2 separate regions of the Mus musculus genome follow, and region 2 is linked to region 1. Evidence: chromatin contacts called from public Hi-C data. All regions are on one chromosome and are shown on one strand. The core of a region is the stretch at or near the end of the contact, and the rest is flanking DNA. Distances in the headings are between cores, read along the strand shown. Region 1 overlaps Zbtb20 (zinc finger and BTB domain containing 20). Region 2 overlaps Zbtb20 (zinc finger and BTB domain containing 20).

Region 1 (5,560 bases), core at 2,895-5,394:
TTGAATCCAAGTGGCAATACAATAGAATTTCATTTTATAAATAACACCTTTCAAGCTAACACCACAGGGCACAGTACAAAAGAATCAAAATAGAACACAAATGCTGTAATCAAATGCAGACCCCAGGAAGGCTGATTAAAAAGGCATGTTGCTAGCAAGAGCAGCCGACAGGGTAAGTAGAGTGGGTCATAGCCGAGAAGCCAGCTGAACAGAAGGGCAAACGAAAATAAAATGGACTTGCCAGCCCGTTTTACAGGGATTCATGATGCTCTGTGTGCATCATCTCTTCTTGACTCGAGAACTGACTCAGAGGTATGTGAACATGGTGTGGAGGGAGGGCCTCAATGCAGGGTTAGTGTGTCTTCCCTTGGTATTTATATGTAACACAAACAAAAGAAGCCCTTAAGCATCCCCACCTGTGATTGACAGAGATGCCCACAATGTGATTGTGAGAGGATGGTGAGGGGATCCAGAAAGCCTTGTCTTGATGGATGTTACTCCTGGTTTTTCAGACATGACATGAAAAGGGATCTATTCCACTGCAGTGAGATGAGTACTGCTTGTGACCAGGCCTAGGGAAAGATGGACTTATGGGTGAGGCATGAGCCTCCCCAAAGTACACTTCCCTTAGCACTCTACTGATCCACTTAGAATTTGTGCTCAAACAATAAGCAAGCAGTTTTCTAATGTCAGAGGTTTTTAAACCTAACTTCTATTAACCAAAAAAACAAAAACAAAAACAAAAACAAAACAAAACCAAAAAATAAAAACCCAACAACAACAAAACCCTTCTTACATTAGGAAAGCAAGCAGAAGAAGGGAACTGTGTTGGAGTCTATATTCCTACCTTGGTTTAAAGCTAATCCCAACAGTAATCATCACGTGTCTTTAGTAATGAACCCAACTGCTCACTCCCTGGTGCTTTTTTGTTTAATAAAAGTTTTACAGTGTAGGAGAGTATTATATCAGAAACATAGAATACACTGATTTGTAGTTAGGAGAGAAAGAAAAAGTGAGACCTAAGGTGGGTTTTACCTTTCTCCAACTTTGAATTATTTGTCATGGTCCTAATAGTCCACATCACTGGGATTCTGGTGTGTGGAGGGGATGCTGATTTGGGTCACAGAGTTAGATCAGTACTGTCATATTTCTGTTTGGCCTTTTCCTTAAGTAAATCATAAAAGTGTGGGCAGCACTGGGAGAGAAGGGTAACTGTACAAATATTAGTACTGAGTTTTTTTAAACTGGTGATGTATAGGTTTCCATTTAGTAGCCTCTTATTTCCCTTCCTTCTGACAGTATTTATCCAGCAGAACAGAGGGAGTCAGTTCATTAATGAACATAAATAAAAGTGCAATACATTAAGAACACTAGATCGTAAGTCCAAAGTGAGTTATTTCATGAAATGTGTGAGCAAATAATACCTGTGTCTGTTACCAATCGCCTTCATTGATTTTCTATTGCTGTGATAAAATCCATGACCAAAGGCATCTGGAGAAAGAGTTTATTTGTGCTTAGAGATCCCATCCAAACCCCTATAGGGAAACAGGGCTAACTGGAAGTGGGGCAAGGCTATAAACTCTCAACCCCACCCCAGTGATGGATTTCCTCCAGCCAGGCTGTACCTCTCAAATGTTCTAAATAACCTTTCCAAACAATGTCACCAGCAAGGACCCCAGTGTTCCAGTACACAAGCCTATGGAGACAGTTCTCATTTGAACCCTAACAACCCTTTGAGTCTAAATTCACCCTTCCTTACCTACTCTACAAAAATTGTGACTCTTTAAAGTATTCTCCTTTATCATTTCTCAGACTTGTGGCTAAGATCAAGTTAAGCATTTTCCTTTGTCCACTGGCCTGAAGGTACTTTGTCAGTTGAGAGTCCAGTAGACATACTACAGAGGGCTTCCTTCCTGGCTCTATCTACTCCATTGGCCGACTAATGCATTGTGCACAATTTCTCCAGAACCTGACTTCTTTCTTTTGCATAACTTTTCTAGTGTTTGTCAGTATGGAACATACTCCTATCTATTTGCTCCAGCTGAGGTACAGATAGCAACCCCACTACCTGATCTCTGCCCACTTCTCCTGGCACACACCATGCAGGCACACATACATGAGGTTCTATCCCATGGATATCTTTTACTGCCACTCAAAAATACAGGTACCAACAATTTCTGTTGAGAAAGCTCTCTGGCACATTTCTGGCATTCAGTAGACAATGCCTGTGCCTTGTTGAACAATGTCTGTATCCAAATCCTAAAAGATTTTACTTGTACCCAGCAAGGTCTGGATTGTTGTCTAAGAATACAAACAACTTTTCCTTGAACATGCTATGTGAGCTCTACAAGGAGTGGCTATTCCTTACATTTGCTGTTCTTTCATGTTTAGAGTTATCTTTAATTCTTCTAAGGTATTCTCCCCTTATTCTAGTCACCTATTAGTGTTAATAGTTCTTTACTGCAATGTGTTTTTTCTCTTCCGATGGAACCTGCTTCATACACTCCGAAGTAACATTAAAATGATCTGTGATGCTTAGGGTTGGAGGAAGTCCATATGTCCTCACAGGTCAGACTAAGATTGGACCTGGATATTAGATGAACAAAATGTTTTGAGAATTTAGTTAGCTAGAAAGGCAGCAAACGGTGATGCTATAAACACTGTCTGACCATATGACTTTACTGATCTACACTTTAAAGGATTTTACTCTAGTTCTCAGTGAATTTGTTATTAAAAAATAAAAATCTGGATTAATTTGTTGACCTTGGAAAATGTGTCAAAATCCAATATTATATAATGTGAATTTATAAATTATTAATGATAGCTATTATTTATTGAGAATTCAGTAATCTTCAGCAGTTAAATTTATTGGATCCATATAGCAATACAGATGTATACTTTGACTCTCTCTTGAAATAGAAAAAGAGATTGGCCTCACAGGTGATATATCTAGCAAATTTCAAACAAACAAACAAAAAATTTAACCTAGAACTTTCTGTGAGCCACAGCTTGTCAAAACCACTCCGCTTCCAAAAGCCAATCATAAGTTACCTTGGAAAACAAATAGGGTATTTTCAGTCTCTCAGTCAGAGATTTGGAGAAGAGCTACCACAAGAATCTGCAACATGTTTAGCAGCACACCCTGAGATACTGCCTGTACCATCAACCTGTTACTTAACCAGATATGGATAAACTAAGTGAACTCTGGAGATGAAATTCCCAGAACCTAAGTGTTAACAGAGTATCTAAAATGTAGCAGCCTTTATTCTGAGCTGAGTTGAAGGCAGATGAAATATTAACAGCAAGTTCTAGCAGCAGAAAATGAAATATGAGATCCTGTATCAGAAATTATTAGTAACCTGTTAAAAGAAATGCTGAAAAATGGCAGTTACCAAATTAAAACTGGGAAACAGAGCCCAAATGGGAAATTTCAAAAAGTTTGGAGGAAAATAAATGACAGATTGTCCTCTTGGCTCTTATTACTATGCCATCCTAAATCCTACTTGGCAATGGATGGTGGAGGTGAAATAAGAGCGGCATCCCTGCCAGCGTTGGTCCTCAGATTTGTAGTCCTAAGTGTCTGTGATGGTGTCTGGGGCTGACTGGAAACGTAGTTGGGAGTTGATAGCATTTGAGCTTTATCTAAATTGAAGAGCCTGGAGACTCTTATTATGAAAGGCTTCCTCTCATTTGTGAATTGGCCCCTTTGCTCCACTTTGGATGGCTGGCTTCCTCCATGCAGAGCTATACTAAATGTTCTACATGGGAAAGCTATTCTCCTTAAATGCCTTCAAATTTAAAGCATCTATCTGAATATGTTCATGTTTATGACTCAAAATATCTAACATCAAAAAGAAAGAGGGGGTACAAATAGAAAATGCCCAGCAGTAAATGAAGGAGATATTTTTCCTTCAGTAACTGAAAAAGAAAAATTATTTTATGCAGAGTTGTTGAGCATTTGATGCCAGAGGGGAGAAAAAGGGAAATGAGCTATAGAACCATAGAATCTTACTGTTGGCAGAAACAGCAGAGTTCATGCAGTCCTACCCTATCATTTTTCAATGAAGAAACTGAGACATGGGGAGTTAAGGGACTTGACTTGCCCAAGATACAGAGTTGTTTACTGACAGCCATGCCAAAAATATTTCCCAACTCCCCACACAGAACTCTGTATTTCAGCATGCTGCTACCACTCTCTGCTGAAAATTAACACCAATACAGCCCAAACACAGAGGAGTTCAGTGTCTGTGGAGACCAGGAGACGGATGATTTCAAGGTAGAAATCAGGATGGGAAAAGAACAGAGAAAGGATGACTGTCCGTTGTGACTCCTCACACAAGCTTTTCAAGCCATTTGCTGTGGGCTTACTGTCCCCTACCTCTCCACCAAATAGAATGAAGAAGAAAATAAACTTTTTGTAATATCTAAAGTTTGCATGTGTTCAAATCTGATTTGCCCAGGGAATTGTGCGTACATGCTGTGTCCGGATGTAGAGTGGTTTGTAGGTGGCACGCTTACTGTACCCTGCTATTTTCTTCAGCCTGATACAGTTTCTCTAACTCAGAAATGCTTCCCTGAAATCTCAAGTTAGTTTCAGGACAAGGATGGTTCCTATCCATGGCACACATCTAAGAATGACAAATAACTTTAAGATGTAAGAATTATCTTCTCTTAATCTTCATACAGAATTGAAATATTGTAGAACTTTAGCTCAGTTTCAAGATTTGGATGAAATAATTTCTGTTTTGTAACCATATGAGTAAGTGATAGTAAACCAGTCCAGATAACACAGTGAAAAGGACTCCATGGGCTCCCCTTGCAGGCCAGTCCAACAACCTTCTTCACAATAGAGCGACCAGAGATGAGAGCCTCGGCCACATGATGAAAAGTGCAGATGGAGGGCTTTGCATGAAAACCGATTATGTGCGAGAGGGCTCAGGAGAGGATCGGGGTGGAATTGGAAAGGAGCGGCCACTGAAACAGGAGAAGAAGATATGCTTGACCAGGTCTAGTAAAATATTCCCTGCCACAACCACTGTTCCATGAAGAGACTGAGCCAAGAGGCCTAAATAAACTAACCTGGGGGTCAGTGTTACCATTAATGTGGGAGGCATCATGGAGAGCACATCCGGACTTGTGTTACACAGTAATCACTGCTGGGTGTCAGCATTCATCAGCCAGATGGTCAGACCCACAATTAATCAATTAGGCTGGGACAATCAACTGGACTAAGTTTTCCCCTTTGGTAAAACAGCCTCATCATGTGGTCAAGGCCAATAGCACTTTTATCCTGTTGCTTTTGGAGTAGCTTCTAAAAATTCCCTCATTTTTTTTTTTCTTTTGGCCTCTGGTTACTAGACACTGTCAGGCTCCCAGTTCCTTTGATAACATGGATTCCCCAATCAAGGTTTTCACATAATAGATCATCAGCATCCCCCGTATTCACATTGTAACACTGAAAATCCCACATGAAAACAAGCTCTTCAAAGCAGCATGGTAAGCCCTACATCCAACTGATCTCCTGTAGTATTTCTTCTGGTTCTACTCAATCTGGTGGGAC
Region 2 (5,124 bases), core at 569-3,068, 190 kb before region 1:
CCTAATATAATAAATATAATAAATGTTAAAAATATGCAACATAGTAATAAACCATTTCTATTTTCTCAATACAGGTTGGGAAATTATATGCTCTATTGAAAGAAGGAATCATTAGAATGATAATATAAATATTAAAATTCAAAAATGCAAGACCATATCTATAGACAAATTCTAGCACAAGCAGTAGATTTTAAAATTTATTGTGATATATAAAAACCATAAAATTATTTTATATGTAAAGAAGAGTCAAGAAATATTGATGGGCTGGAGAGATGGCTCAGCCTTTAAAGGCTAGGCTCACAACCAAAAATATAAGGGTTTGGTTCCCAGCACCCACAGCTGTCTCTCCAGCCACCTTTTTTTGTTGGTGTTGGACACAGCATCCGCACACACAGACTACTAATATCATTTTTAAAAAAAACAGCTGTTAAAAATGTCATCGGTATGTAAAATGAATAAATAAGTAAATGAAAAAAAAGAAAAAGAAAGTAAAAAGGGATTTTGAGTATATGTTCAGTGTTACTGGAATGTCGACCTGGAGACCCCAAAGATCTTCTGAAATCTTATGTATACAACCCATAGAACAAGATGACTACAAGTGAAAGGTTTGGGTTTTTTTTACATCTTTATATCTGTATTGAAGTAGAAGATCTGGATTCCATAATGGAGTCCAATTTATGCTGAAGCAGACTATGTTCTCCAAGCAATACTTGATTTTATTTTTGAAGACTGGAGAACTCATAAAAGCCCAAGAGCACCCTCTAGTGAGACTTTTGTGATAGGCCTAGGGACTTCCTCTTGACCTTCACCATCCCTTTCTAATGACCTTTAATTTTCCAGTGTGTGCACCCTGGCTTCCTACTGTCTGGCCTTAGTGATCAGCAGATCCCAGCGAAGGCGGCAAGCTTGGAAAGTGTCTCCGAGTGAAAGGGCTAGGACCTGGGGTCCATCGTTCTCATGGCTTTGTTTTCACTCATAAAAGACCAGTCAATGGCCAACTAACTTTATTGTCTGTTAAAATGGTTTTCAGAACTAGTTAAGGGAACATAAGCAATAGAAGTCTGTAAATCATTTGTACTCTGAGATCTGCTATAATACAGCCAGGAGCATTTTTGTATTTCCAATATGAGGAATATGGCCAAGGTTATTAAGGTGATTTGGGGGGATGACGACCATGTGAGGAGTAGATAACAAAACTCTAGATTTGACCAGAGTATACCATATACATTTATTTAATGATTAAATTGAATTTTATAAATAATTGATGAGCATTGAAAAATAAATACTTCTAAAATGTAAAGAATGAGTAAATATAATTATATATGTACTCTTGTATTTTAGAAAGATGAATATAAAGAGACTGTCTTAACTGTGTTAGTTTGAGCTGTGAATATGTCATTCACTTAGATTAGTAACTGTTATATAACAATTGATACAAGGTTAATTATTACTTGAATTTATAAACAAGTTGACATAAAGTGCCACCGTTGGAAGGGAACTTAGAGATCTAGATCTTTCCACTTCAGACAAACAGAAGCAAAGCCCTGGTGTACCTAAATGTTAAGCAACTTGGCAAGATGGTTCAAGTGGATAATGGCAGTATTGGGCACAACAGAGACTCCTTGTGCTCATTTTAGTGTCCATATGCTACAATAGCCCCATTATTAAAGAGGCTGTAATGTGATCACATACGCTCATTCTCACTGATTTTGGACAATTCTTCATGCTTAGAGTGAAAGTGTGTGTCTTACTAGTCCCTCTCTTACTCTGTCTCCACTCTTGTATAAGGGAATAAGTTACTTTCTGGGTTGCTTCCAGACAGGAGATAAATCCATGGTTATGTAATGAGATCTCTTTATTCTAGAAACACTGTGCCACACTGTTTACTTGTGACTGACCCTTCAGTCAGATTAATATTCTAGAATTACTAGAAACTGTTCCTGTGAGACTCTGCTTCTGATTCATGTGTTCTGATAGTTTTATCTGTTAGTGTTCACAGAAGTATTATATAATCAAATTTTAAAAGTAATGGGGAAAGCTGTTGGCATTCATTAAATTCAGTGTCTGTGTTGAATGTTCTTATCTAATTTGGGAAGAAAACAAGGTATTCTTGGAATTATCCAACAGAAATCAGATCAATAACTCTTTTAAAAAGACTTTTAGGTATATGATCTGATTTCTTGAAAATAACCAAACTGTTTAGCATACTTATTTTACTTTAGTTTTAGGAAATAACCATTCTCTTTGTGTATTTGTGCTTTAAAATTACTGTACAAGAATTGGCATTTTGGCAAAATGTATCCCATAGTAGTTTAGCAGGAGTCTGTGCTCCAGTCAATTCTCAGTTCATTACCACAGTTTACATCTTGGCTTTAATAATTAAGACTTAGTTATAATAGTCTTAATAGCTATGCCTTTCACCATTGCTAATGTTTGGGAGATGAGATAACTATATGTGGTAAATCAAGGCACAATGTCTTAATTTCAATTGTAATAAAATATAGCTAATTTAGTGAACTTCATTTTCATTTCTTTGCCTGCTAAACAATTCCTCCAATGTAGTGGGATTTGTTTTGTTTGTTTAAGAATATAAAGTGAGTGATATTATACATATAATATCACTTCTAGTGCTAGAACTGATAATGGCTATCAAGGAGGCCACCCTCTTTGACTTTTAGATGAACAAACTGACACTATACAAGAAAAAGGTATTGGAAATGTGTGATTTTATAACTTGAATTTCAGCAATAGGTATATTGTTATTTTCCTAAATATAGTTGACTCTGGAGAAACAACTATTCAGTTTTACAGGTACTCTGACCCAAAAAACTAACCAACATTGTGTTTCTATGTCTAGACTATACACACTACATTAAGCCTGGTCACATGCTAGCACAGTGCAGCATGTCTGCCTGGCTGGCTTTCTAATTCTTGTCAGTTCACAGTGATGTTAAAGACCACATTGAAACCGTAAGTGACTACTGTTAAGTCTATTTCATCATTAGCTGCAAGTCTAAACAGTCACAGTAATGAGGCGGCATGGACTCTGCATGGTCTACTAAATATTTTTAGGAAGTGGAAACCCCTTCTGGAGTTCTGAGAGAAACATCACTACGAAAATGCCTTTAAAAGTACTCCAGCATAAACACTGCAGTGGAACATTTCATTAGCTTTTCGAGAACAATAAAGAAATGTGGAGCATAATAGGCTAATATGTTTAAGTGGCCTTGGTAGAACCCTACTTAACTCAGTGGGATTTTCTGCAGCATGCAGAGGTGAAAAACCATTGCCTATATATGCATTTTGTAAGACTGCCTTCTTCCTCATTGCATGCAGTGTATATCAAAGAGAAGTGACTTTCTGTCTGTAATTCTAAAATGAAGAAAATCTCAAAGGACACATTTTAGAAGCATCAATATTTAGGTGGGATGATCAGCAACCAACAGGCTAGCTTTTGGCATCCTGGATTATTGCAAGATAGAGAAGGAATAAATTGAATATTAGCATAGCCCAGCCTCCTAGAGCTTCCATTGCTATCAGAGATATAAGATCCTAAAATACACAAGAAAAAGACATGATGTAAGCCAAATCTTATTGGTTATAAATTACAAAGTCTAATTCAAGTAATGAAAAATTATTTTGCTATTTACACTTTAATTCTATCCTGCCAAAAACTTGAATGAAGTAAAATGATAATTTAATAAAAAACAAAGTGGTAATTTTTTAATGGTTTTATTAGGATTCACGTAACTACACTGAATGCAGCGCTGGCCTTGCAGTATGATCTTCTGCCAATACCTTTAGCTCTTGGAGCGTCTGCTTTCTCTAATATAAATTGGGACTCATTAGTCCTAGGGACACTGTGATCTTTGTAATTTGATTAAGCTTTTAGGGAAAAATGTAAATTCAGCATACAATTAAAATGTTTTAAGAAAGTTCAAAAAGACCTACATGAGAACAAATTAAAAGTATTAAGTATTTTCCTTTATGTAAATAAATTATCATTAAAATTCATTGAAAAGTCAGAATCCGTGTTCACATGACATTGAATTAGTGATACAAAGAAAAAAACTTTTGAATGACAGATAGCTTGAGTGGCTGAGACAGCGTATTTAAGCTGTTACGTTTGTTTCCCTTACTGTCAAACCCTATCTTCAAAAAGCTATCAACTAGTTATATTGATAGATGGAATCTGTCCTTCAATTCCAGGATGTGTTTTCTATCAAATGTTCTCTTCTTTGGTTGTTGGAGTCTATATGCAAAATAACATATAAACACAAATGTAAAACCCAGCTGTAATTGTTGCTAGCAGTTGGGGACATCATAAATTCCTTCAGAAGTAAACTTGTATTGTAAATATCACCAGAGCCACTCTGTAGGAGTGTGAAAACTCTAAACAAAACTTAGTGAAGACAGTGCATGTGGCTCTTCCTCCGCCAGAGGATCGTTTCCTAGCTACCCTACATGCTCCAGTGGAATCTCACAAAAGGCTCCAGGCTCTCCAAGTTAATCCAACAAAGAATCAAGTGGGTTTATTTTAAAATTTACCCTTAAATATGTTTGCTAGTTTTGAAATTCTGATTTTGTGCTTTGCTTGTGTAATTCAAAAACAGCTTTAGTTTAAAAACAAAAATTGGCAAAAATACTAGTGCATTATGTGTTTTAATCACGTATGGTGTTTTGAAAACGACTCAAAATTGAGAAAATTATTTCATTGTAATTACAGTTCAAATGCATGGATTTTCTTTCTCATAAATTGTGTAAAATAAAATAAAAGCAACAGACTTCTTAAATGAGTAGTATATAAATAATGAATTATATAATTATTCTATAATAAGTACAACAGCTATATAGGTGACATAATTTTTTGTTGTATGTGTTTATATCCTTTATTTAAGGGGATTTGTACTTTCCTTTCATATTAAAAATTTTAAATTATGCATAGTTCTTAGAAAATTTTATCCACTGACATGGTTAATATTCAAGCTCTATTATCAGTCAGCCAGATTTTTCTCTTTTATGGAGTTCTTTGATTGTTCCTATAAGAGCTTCTTTTTTTCTTTTCTTGGTAATATATAAACATAGAAAGAGAAGTTTCTTTGGCTCATATTACACTCATGAGAC

The links. Hi-C and Micro-C count contacts between places; a contact is called where the count stands out from the background.
Region 2: a Hi-C map of liver shows a contact between it and region 1, with 3 times the contacts expected there. The contact joins two enhancer-like sites. A contact is called at or near these places in 5 of 484 Hi-C or Micro-C datasets (bone marrow-derived macrophages, liver, nephron progenitors and 1 more), 4 of 115 datasets of contacts at active chromatin or transcription factors (bone marrow-derived macrophages, fibro-adipogenic progenitors, heart atrium and 1 more) and 1 of 9 other capture datasets (adipose tissue).

Annotation. Positions count from the first base shown.
Region 1 is chr16:43,356,162-43,361,721 of GRCm38.p6, forward strand. All of the region lies in intron 4 of Zbtb20 (zinc finger and BTB domain containing 20), which reads left to right. All of the region lies in intron 1 of Gm9968 (predicted gene 9968), which reads right to left. Among named protein-coding and RNA genes, the nearest start is that of Gm9968, 4.7 kb to the right of the region's middle. Within about 2 kb of position 4,145, at least 14 of the 459 cell types and tissues checked have an H3K27ac peak or open chromatin away from gene starts, as enhancers often do. A contact at or near this core is called in adipose tissue and liver, where this site is marked.
Region 2 is chr16:43,167,898-43,173,021 of GRCm38.p6, forward strand. All of the region lies in intron 2 of Zbtb20 (zinc finger and BTB domain containing 20), which reads left to right. Among named protein-coding and RNA genes, the nearest start is that of Gm25873, 44 kb to the left of the region's middle. Within about 2 kb of position 1,819, at least 16 of the 459 cell types and tissues checked have an H3K27ac peak or open chromatin away from gene starts, as enhancers often do. A contact at or near this core is called in adipose tissue and liver, where this site is marked.